Regions from separate parts of the Gossypium hirsutum genome. Here region 1 is linked to region 2. Evidence: chromatin contacts called from public Hi-C data. All regions are on one chromosome and are shown on one strand. Each heading gives the region's core, a stretch centred on a gene start, on an enhancer-like site or on the middle of the called end of the contact. The rest is flanking DNA. Distances are from core to core; before and after follow the strand shown.

Evidence for each region. A called contact is a pair of places that touch in the nucleus more often than the background predicts.
Region 1: a contact with region 2 is called in a Hi-C map of leaf, with 2.7 times the contacts expected there. The contact joins the promoter of LOC107894978 here to the enhancer-like site in region 2. A contact is called at or near these places in 2 of 34 Hi-C or Micro-C datasets (both in leaf).

The regions. Positions count from the first base shown.
Region 1 is chrA13:49,597,281-49,602,482 of Gossypium_hirsutum_v2.1, forward strand. LOC107894978 (zinc finger CCHC domain-containing protein 7) reads left to right here and starts at 1,387. Exons shown (of 7, transcript XM_016820133.2): 1 at 1,387-1,907; 2 at 3,006-3,158; 3 at 3,253-3,414; 4 at 3,923-4,084; 5 at 4,209-4,325; 6 at 4,850-5,032; 7 at 5,146-5,202. The coding sequence starts at 1,554.
Region 2 is chrA13:49,133,042-49,138,261 of Gossypium_hirsutum_v2.1, forward strand. It overlaps the pseudogene LOC107922434. Among protein-coding and RNA genes, the nearest start is that of LOC107922580, 14 kb to the right of the region's middle. Within about 2 kb of position 2,705, at least 2 of the 9 cell types and tissues checked have an H3K27ac peak or open chromatin away from gene starts, as enhancers often do. A contact at or near this core is called in leaf, where this site is marked.

The DNA of each region.
Region 1 (5,202 bases), core at 137-2,636, 460 kb after region 2:
AGCGTTGGGTTGGTGTTAAAAATTAATTTTAAAATAATTTAATAATTATAAAATTATATTAATAAAATAAAACGAATGGTACTGGAAACAAACATTATTCTTTAGAACGTGTTTGAAAAACCACTCATTAATTGGATTTGAATACAATCACTTGTAATTACATATATTTAGTATGTTTAAGTAACCCATAAAATTGAAATATTAAATAATTTATTAAAATAATAAATTATATTAATAATTATTATATGATTAAATATAAATAATTAAATATATTTTTTAATAATATTAAAAATATAATATTTTAATAATTTTTAAAAATAAAATAAAAATTTATTTTATATATGTAATATTAAAAAACAAAAAGGGCACGTGACACATTCTAATAGAGTCATGTAGACTGTCAACGATAGTTAACAGATGGTCAATGTCAATTAACAGTAGTCAACGCAAGTTAATGGTTTATCAAAGTCAAAAGTTTTTTTAATATTTAAATATTTAAATACTTAATAATATAATTTTTTAATTTTTTAATTTAAATTTAGTGTTTTTATTTTAAATAAACTAATTGTCATGTGACACATTTTGCTTGACACCAAATGGTAACTAATTTTTTTAATGCTATTAGAAAAATTGAACTAGATAATGGAATGATAGTTTAAGTATAGATCTGAAGCAAAAAATTTAGGTACTAAAATGAGAAAGTAAGACGTCGTTAAGCCTAAAATTAAATCTAAAGCAATTAATGACATTAGTTCGGGAAAAAAATTAAATATAAAGGGCAAGTGACACATTCTAATAGAGCCATGTAGACTTTCAACAACAATCAACGACTGGTCAATGTCGATTAACAGTGGTCAATGCAAGTAATGGTTTATCGAAGTCAAAGATTTTGTTAATATTTAATAATATAATTTTTAAATTTAAATTTAGAGTGTGTTTTGATGAGCAGTGTGTTTACTTGCAGTTAATGTAAAAATAACAGTAGCAGTGAGATTAGATACTGTAACGACATTGTAGCGTGAGACAAAAAGTAAGTTAAACGCACCACATCACATCACACCGAATCACTCATCCAAACCTACCTTTAATGCTTTTATTTTAAATAAATTAATTGTAACTAATACATTCTGGTTGGATGTGCGACTTGCACATTTTGATGGACATCACATTGTACTTGGTTTTATTAATGCTGTTAAAAAGAATTCAACCAAATAATGAAATAATAGTTTAAGTAAGTAGCAATCTGAAACAAAAAATTTAAATATTAAAGTGGGAAAGCAAACTGAGTCGTTAAGCCTAAATTTAAATATAAAGCAATTAATGACACCAGTTTGGGAGAAAATTTAAATATAAAGCCCATAAATGCTGGATTTTTTGGGGCTAACTGGCCCAACTGTCTTTTTCAAATTTCAACCGCTAAATCCAATGACAGTAAAGGTCAAACAAAATAAAAACCCTAGCTTTCGTGGCACCGTTTAGGATATTTCCCTGCAGTTGCAGAAAACTGCAAACCCTAATTATCAAGAAAATTGCATTCCCTACAAAAGATCTTCATGGCGAAGAAGGGCAAGGCCAAATCAGCAAAATTTGAGATCGAAGAGAACGAATCGGGACCATTAGATTCGAAACCATTGATGGTACTAAGCATTAGTGACGACGAGGAAGCCAATGAAGACCTAAGCTTGAAGATCGTGGAGAAAGCACTATTGGTGAAAGCGACGAGGTTTAGTGAAGGATGCCACGGCGTTTCCGATGACCCAGGCGTCGTTTCTGTGGTGGGTTTGGCTTCGTCGTCACGCGGGGGATCTGATGTAGCTGGTACCAGTGGTGGCCGTGAACAGGCAGATTTGGATTTGGAAAGTAAGAAAATTGTTAGAAGGAAAAAGAAGAAAACGAAAACTGAGAAGGTTAAAATTCTGTTTTTGTTGTTTCTTCAGAAATGATTGTTTTGATCCAATGTGCTGCTCGGAGAAAAAAATAATGTAGTTGAAATTTATTTAAAAGTAATTTTTTTACTACAGAGAGTTGATGAGATGATACAAGTAAAGAATCATAAATTTGTGGAACTTTTAATATGATTTGAAGTGTTGTAAATATAGATAGGCTTTGGGATTTACGATTACTGTTTCAAATGAGGGATCCTCTATGCTTGTTTGCTATGATAATTTGAATTCCAGCTCGTTCCGCTTAGTTATTTGGTCAAACTATTTATTGAAGAATTGTTGGATAAGTCTTGTTGAATAAATATTTTCTGTTTGTTGGGTTAATAAGTTCTTGGTTTTTGTTCTGTCTCCTTCTCCAAGCTCGTTATGGGAGGTCTTCTTTACCGAGAAAACTTGACCTTTTCTCTTTTCCTGCAAACTTCTATCAGGAACCGGCCTCTTTTTTGATTTTTCCCTGTCTTTATTATTATTATTATTTATAGAATGCCTGCTATAGATTACAGTTCTTTGGTAATGCACTGATGCCCGAATTTGTGGTGGTTATTCACATTTTAGGGTGTGCAAGAATAAGGCAATCAAGGGGCGCCCTAGTTAGTGCTATAGTATGCACTTTCAATGTTTATTTCAGTATCTCATAGATAGTGGAGATATCAAGTAATTTGATGAAATGAAAGAAGTGTAAAGAGGGTGACCTTACCTTCAGGGAGACTATCTTGCCTTTGGGTACTGATATTAATCTTATCACTGGGTAATTTATGGGCATAAAAAAGAGTTTCTGCTAGGAAAATGAAGGAAAGGAATCGTACTTTTGTTGTACTTCATAATTCCAATAATGCAACTCTGGTATGTTGGACTTGGCTTCAAAAAATAGTTAGAATTGGACTTTTAACTGTCAAGATTGCTTTTATTTCTGTTATGGTTTTCGTCACAGCTGGTTATGTATTGGTTTTTTTTTCTCATTGAGTGTGTTGTTGAATAAATGTTGTACTGGATTCAATCTTGCAGCATGTTATATGGCTAACTTTTTATCTAATTTTGCAATCTCTTTTGTTATTGCACCAGGTCACAGTTGCAGAGGATGGAAATAAAGCTGAGATGATAGAGAAGGTTGAGACAGTTGAGGAGATTATTATGGCTAACGATGTAGAGACTGTTGAATCTCTTGACTCAAATACTGTAGACAAATCTGACAATATTGTACTCCGGAAGCTTCTTGTGAGTTTAAATATGTTCTTTGAACTGTGGTTTAGAAGAAAATTTCCCTTTGGTGGATTGGTTTTCAGCATCTCTTTGTTATTTATTCTATCAGCGGGGGGCGAGATACTTTGATCCTCCAGATAGTGGTTGGGGAACATGCTATAATTGTGGTGAAGAAGGGCACATGGCAGTGAACTGTAAATCTGCTTCAAAGCGGAAGAAACCATGCTTCCTTTGTGGGAGTTTGGATCATGGGGCTAGACAGTGCTCAAAGGTATGAACGGGAAGACTGATGTTTAAATTATTACAATATCTTTTAACTTCTAGCTTTCTGTTGAAGTTAATATCTTTTCTGAATTGTGCTGTGCCCTTTTTGGGTTGGAAGTGGGTGGGCCGTTTATGTTAATTTTTTTTATCTATTCATAGGTAGGAAATGAGTATTTTTGAAGTTACTACAATTTTCATTCCTGGAAATGGTGGACATGCTTATGTGTTGCCTTTATAAAATAAGATGCTTAACACACTGGTGATATTACAATGATAAACTTTAGTGGTTAAGCAGGTACCTCCTTGTTTTCTAGTAGGCTTTAGCTCTTTGAAGGGTCTGTAGATCCAATTGTGGATGCATCATTTACCTATCACTTCTTTATGCCTTTCCTCTAATTGTTTCATTTTCAAATAGAAATTATAAAGTGGTCCTACCAGTGATTGTTAAAGCATGTTTTGAAAATTTTAATTGGGGCATTAGTATTGGTGTGCTTGTAATTTTAATTTCTTTGTAGACGCAAGATTGCTTCATATGCAAAAAAAGTGGTCACCGTGCAAAGGATTGTCCAGACAAACACAACAGTGGCTCAAAGCATGGTAGATTTTGTTTAAGATGTGGAGGTTCTGGGCATGACATGTTTTCATGCAGGAATGACTATTCTCGTGATGATATCAAGGTTTCTGCATGTTTCCTACTAGTGTTGTTAATTATTGTCTTTTCCATTGATGTCAATTGTGGTTTTCTGTTAGGATTCCTGTTCTCTAATCATATTACTTATGTTTTTCTAACTCCTGAATCAGGAAATACAATGCTATGTCTGCAAGAGTTTTGGCCATTTGTGTTGTGTTAATTCTGTTGATACCAATGCAAGAGAAGTTTCTTGTTACAGATGTGGCCAAGTGGGTCATACTGGTTTGGTGAGTTTTTACTTGTCATGTGCATATTCTATTAGAACGAATTGCAAAAAGGTTGCTTTTCTGTCCCTGAACTTATTTTCAGGCTGTGATTCTCAACGTGTCCACTTGTCAATTGATCCATTCCTTTTATTTTTAAAAATGTTTTTTCTAGTCATATTTGATTCTCAATATGTGTGCACATTCTGTCTGCTTTCTTCAGTTACTTTAATTGTATTTCTTTTTTAAAAAATTTGGTTACTTCCATATGATTCCTTATGGTTTCCCAAAGGTTGACAAGTCTCTTACTGCTGTCCACTAATATGTTCCATTTCTCTTCACAAGCTAACTGGATTGAGTATTACGTTGAATACCTAATTGCTGACATCACTTATATTATCCAGAAATCACTATTGTAAACAATCTTCCATAGAACTTTCGGGTTCAAAATAGTTCTTTCATTCACATGATTATATGTATGCATTTTGCAAATGTTCATTTCTAGTAAGTGTTAACTGTACCATTTTATATGGGAATTGTTTATGTAGTCATGTGGTCGATCACGTGGAGAAACAAAGGAAACTACCGATAATGGGTCACCTAGCATATGCTATCAGTGCGGTGAAGGAGGACACCTTGCACGTGAATGCATCGCCTCTACCCCATCGTCTAGCTTATGCTACAAGTGTGGAGGAGGAGGACACTTTGCTCGCGAATGCAGTTCTGCTAAGGTAAATTTCAGTACAGTTTCAAGTGTGGTCCATTTATTATTTATGTTCTTTTAAGTGCAGCGTAATGTTTCAGCTTGATGTGTTATGGACAGTGACTATATTTATCGTAACAGGTTGGTAAAAGAAATCGTGAACCATCTACTCCTAGTGAAAGAGCTCGTAGAGAAAAT
Region 2 (5,220 bases), core at 1,455-3,954:
TTAAAATCCTTACATTTTGGCCTTAATTCGAAAGTGAACAGATATAAGAGCATTCTTAAGCCTATGTAAGTCCTATTATTAGTTATATATTGCATTATATTCCTATCTTGCTTGCATCTATGTGTATAATATCATAAATTGAATTTTTATTTGATAATTGATACTTTGGTATCTAAAGTAGCATCCTATAGATCGAACCCAACAATCGGATCAGGCATTGGGTGTTACAAACACCCTTTTGAATATTATTGAGTTTGATTACTTTTTAAAAGCTGCAAGGAGAAAATCTTAACTTCTTTTTTTTGCCTCCTAAAGTTGTTTATTTTTTATTGCAAGTGTATAATGGTAAGGTTTAAATTTCCTTGACCAACTTTTCTTGTTTAAGTATTTTTTATTTCAACCTCTAATAATGGTATGCACACATAGTATGGAAGAGGAGAATAATAGGCGGGACATAGATGTCATATTTGTAAAAAAAATCAACCTTCTATTGTTTCCAATGTCGTTCCACCTTCTATTGTTCATGGACTTGTCAAGAAAGACATTGGCACAAAACACATAGCTAATTTTGCGAGCTTAAACAACTTATAGCAAAGTAAAGAGAACGAGCTAACAACTGCATATGGTGTAATACGAAGGATCACAAAGACTCTAAATGTCTAACAAATTCAATGTTCTATATATTTGATTCAATGATAGGATTCATACGATCCTTGCAAGTCAAGGTATGTAAGTATGACACAAAGCCTATTGAGTCTTCTTCTACTGCTATCATAAACGATGATGATATAAATGAATAGGAAACTTCGACTGAAACCATTTGTGAAGACGGTAAATATGATTTTGTGTCTATTGTTGATACTATATCTAGCATTGAACCTTGTTTCAAAGATGATGTCAAAGAAGTTGATAGTAATAGTGGGAATTGTGATGATAGTGATAGTGCACTTTGCGAACCAAAAAAAGTTAATTGTGCAAATTGTTTCCTAAAGTCTAGAAATTTTGATGAGTTAGACCTTTATTGTCCTCCTAAAGATTCCTATTTTGATGAATTCAATGTTTAAAACTTTTTTCAAGGTTTAAAGGGAAGTGAGAATGATTCATGTAAAAAGACTGAGACTAAAAAGACCTTGAGCGATAAAAGTCAATTTGATGGTCCAACTTTGCTAAGTGAAAATTCCTACGATGTAAAATTAGAGAATTCAATTCACATTGAAAAAAAAGGATGCAAAGAAAGAGAGAACTTATCCAAAATATAGGAATCATTATGTTTTCACTAACCTCAACTTGAATTTATCTATTGGACTTGTTTCATTCTTTTAGGAGTTTGTTGGTCTTTTGAAAGGAGCTCAATTAATTTGTTCCACCTATGATAAAGATTCTCTCTTATTCAACCAAAAAAAAGATAAGTTAACGAATCTTTACGATGAAGGGGGAATTATACATGCATGGATTGGGTGAAATTTATTAAATTCCATTCACTGAAGGTGCCAATTTTCAAGCTCAGAAAATGAATTGACAAGAGATGACTTTTTGGATGGGATCTAAGAATTTTTGGGTTGAGATGTCTTCATAGCGCTCAAATATCTATCTCTTAGCTTCAAAATGCACTTTGAATAACTTGATTTTGAGTTCGAGAGCTCAAATTATGCTCATTTTAGTGAAGATTGTGGGAGCAAAATTTCTAGACGGGATTATTACAGAAATTACAAGTTTTAGGCTTTTAATTCGAGTTTAAATCATATTGGGTTCAATTTCTATGCTTGATTTTTATTATATATAAGTCCAATATTGTATTTATTAGGTTTTATTATTTTATTATTTATTTATTTCAAATTTTTCATTTTTTAAAAGTATTTTAAGTTATTTAGGAGTTTTATGTTTCTTAGTCAACAAGAAAATTTAGTTTAAAACTACTTCTTGTTTAGATTAATTAGAGTTTCAGTATATCTAAGTGTTTTATTTGAATGTTCTTAGCTAGCTTATATAAAGAACTCTTCATTGTTCATTAGATACACAATTGTTTTTGTTTATTAATAAAATTTTCAATTCTAAGAGTTAGTTCCTTTGTGCAAGATTGCTTTCTTGTGATTTTTAGAAGCAGTGTTCTTCTTGATTTTCTTTAAGGAGTCATGAGAATTCATTCTTCATCTTCAATTTGCTAAAGATTATTTTTTGGAGGGTTGATTAAAGTCATTAATTGAGTTTGTTGAGGTTTATATCTTAAAGGGTTCAATTGAACATTTATTCGTCTATCCATCAGTTTATTCGATCCATTTTTCACTTTGTATTCTATTGTTTATTTATTATTTTAAATAATTATTCTTTATTTGTAAATTTCTTATTTTAGTTATTTTCTTTGTTTTACTTGTTTTCCTAAATCTATTTAGTTTTTTCTTTTCAAGTGATATACGAATTTTTATTTCTCAATTTGAATAACTTGGATACAATCTTTTTCTGTTGCCCCTTATTAAAGTATTAAAATCAAAGCAAAGACCTAATTCTGGATAACTCTCCCTAGGGTAATAGTAATTGGAGTACTTTACCAAAAATATCTCGTTGTAAAGACATTAAACTATAAGAAAATCTGATCATAAATTGAAACATTTTATACACACAATGAATCGGTAAGAGGTCTAGCCAACATAAGCTGTAAGAGGTATAGCCCCAAGAAAAATAATAGTTACTATGCCAACTGTCCAAAAATGAAGCTGCGGCAGAAAGAGTCAATGGACTCCAATAAAGGCGTGGAACATCCATAAGAGGAGATCCAAGCCACCTCATCCTAGGAAAATGACAAAAATAGTCAAACCTAGGTCATTATTTTGCAAAAAGGGAGAGGGAGACGAGAGACAATAACAAGGGTATCGGAAATAGATGAGTGGTAATCAACCGTTCAAGTTACAGTTAGGTTTTATGTTTCCAAGAGGCTAGATAGTTTTTCGAAAGCAATTTTGCCATATTTTTGCTTTCAACTTATCTTTTAGCATATTTTTATATTTTTTTAACAATATTGGACACTTGATAGAATTTTTAAATTTATAAATAAGGTTGGACGATAGCAAGTGTATTATAGAGTATAATAAATATTAAAATAAATAAATAAAAGGAATGAGACATAAGGCAAGATAATTTTTTAAGTATATTTGTGGAATTAAAAAGCTTCATAGATAATGTATCAAATAATTTTTTATATCACAGTCTTCAAAAAAATTAATATAATTTTTAACCCTAAACTTAACAATTAAGTTTACTTTGATTTTGTCAAAAAAAAAGTTTACTTTGGTTTTGTCAAAAAAAAATTACTTTGGTATTTGTACTTTTGTTTATTCACTTTGATAATTAAACTTAACAACTAGATCTATTTTTATCTCTAAACTTGAAAAATACAAAAGTTTGTTGATGTAATATTATGAGATTGCGTCAAATCATCACTTGCATGTTTAAAAAAATTATATAAATTTTCATATGATAACGTAATATAATTTCAAATTGTCGTATTCAATATTTTAATAATTGAACCGATGATTGAACTAGTCAGACCACTGATTCTTAATTTAATCAATTCGAACACCAACCAACAAAAATAATTAATTAATTAAGGATTCATAAAAATCTAAATAATAATAAAAATAAAATTATTAAACCAGTTCAACTATCAATTTTTATCTTAATTTTCCATTTTTATCAATTTCTAACAATTTTCAAGTCAATTTGTTGAACTCCTTTGTTTGGACAATTACATCGATGAATTCTCAATCCATCCAATCCTACTCTAATAACACTAATCACATCATCAGAAATCTTGACAAAATTCAAATTCATAAGTCAAAATAAATTTAGTTGTGAATTTGAAAGACCAAAGTAGACAAAAAAAATACAAATACCAAAATGGACCTAATTGTTAAATGTTAAGGTAAAAAATTATATTATCCCTTTCCAAAATTACAAATATTACCAAGATTAGTTTCGTCGTAGAAATTTTAAACAATAAAGTCAAGCATAGAAACGGAGACGAAGTTATAGGTAAAAGGTTTGCATACGAATACGATAGGCATCCACTTAAGTTTCCATCAAATATTCAAGTTGAATTAGCTAGTCATCAACAGATTAATTTGATGCAACAAAATATGTTGTTGCAAATAATAAATATCCACAGAAATGCTAAAGGTCCAAATCTGAACAAACACAAAATAAATAAATAAAATAAAATAACTAGATGAAATACAATCATGCTCAAGCCCTTCAAGTTGAAACCTAAAGAGGCTTCACTGTCGAAAATTTTATTATCCACATACGGTTGCCAACAAACCACACATGAAATTAGAAGGGAAAAAAAATATAGAATAATATATACTAAGGAAACAAAAATAGACGGTGAACTGGATTTACGAAAATTCCAATTCTACCCACACTAGACTGGAGAATAAGGACAAATTCCCGGACTCACTAATACAACCGGGCTCACCTCTCCGACCCAAAATTTTCAACATCAATCAATCTTCTATAGAAAGACCAACATAAAAGAAGCGAAGCAAAGCAAAATTTAATGAAAAAAATTAAAAAGACGAAAAAAGTACTGACCAGACCTCATTTCCAAGCCTTCTCATCCTCCTTTCCAGGAACAAACCTTGGCAGATTCAAAAGTGTATCGACACGAGATACTCCTTCAAGGGCAGACCATTCTAACCCTAATTCTGAATTCACTTCTTCCTGCTTAAACTTCGAGGAATCTTCTTCTTTGTCAGTTCGCACAGTTCCAGACCAGTTGAGACTGGTTAAGACATTGAGACTATCGACATTCTCAGTCTCATTGTTAATGTGATCCATTGAAGTTAGCTGCACTTTTGCCTTGGTATTGGAAGCATAAGATAAATTGCTTAAGTTAGAATCAAGGAAGAGGCATACAACAGCACAGTCATCAACTTTTGAAGTCGGATATTTGTATCTCCATGCTTGAACTGCTGTTTGAACCAAGGTTCGAGCAGCAGACGAACAAGCTGGGGCAGATGCTATAATATCTATCATTTCTTTGTTTGAAAGAACATCCCAAATCTGCAAGATATTGAAGCAAACCTTAGATATTGAGAAAAGGGATCAAATGTCAGTATTTTTAATAAGAATCCATGTTGGCTCCTTTATCCCGTCTGTTGCCAAGACAATAAATTCATCCTCCTCCGATAGGCATCTATAAGAAATTTCGGGCACGGAGATCAGACC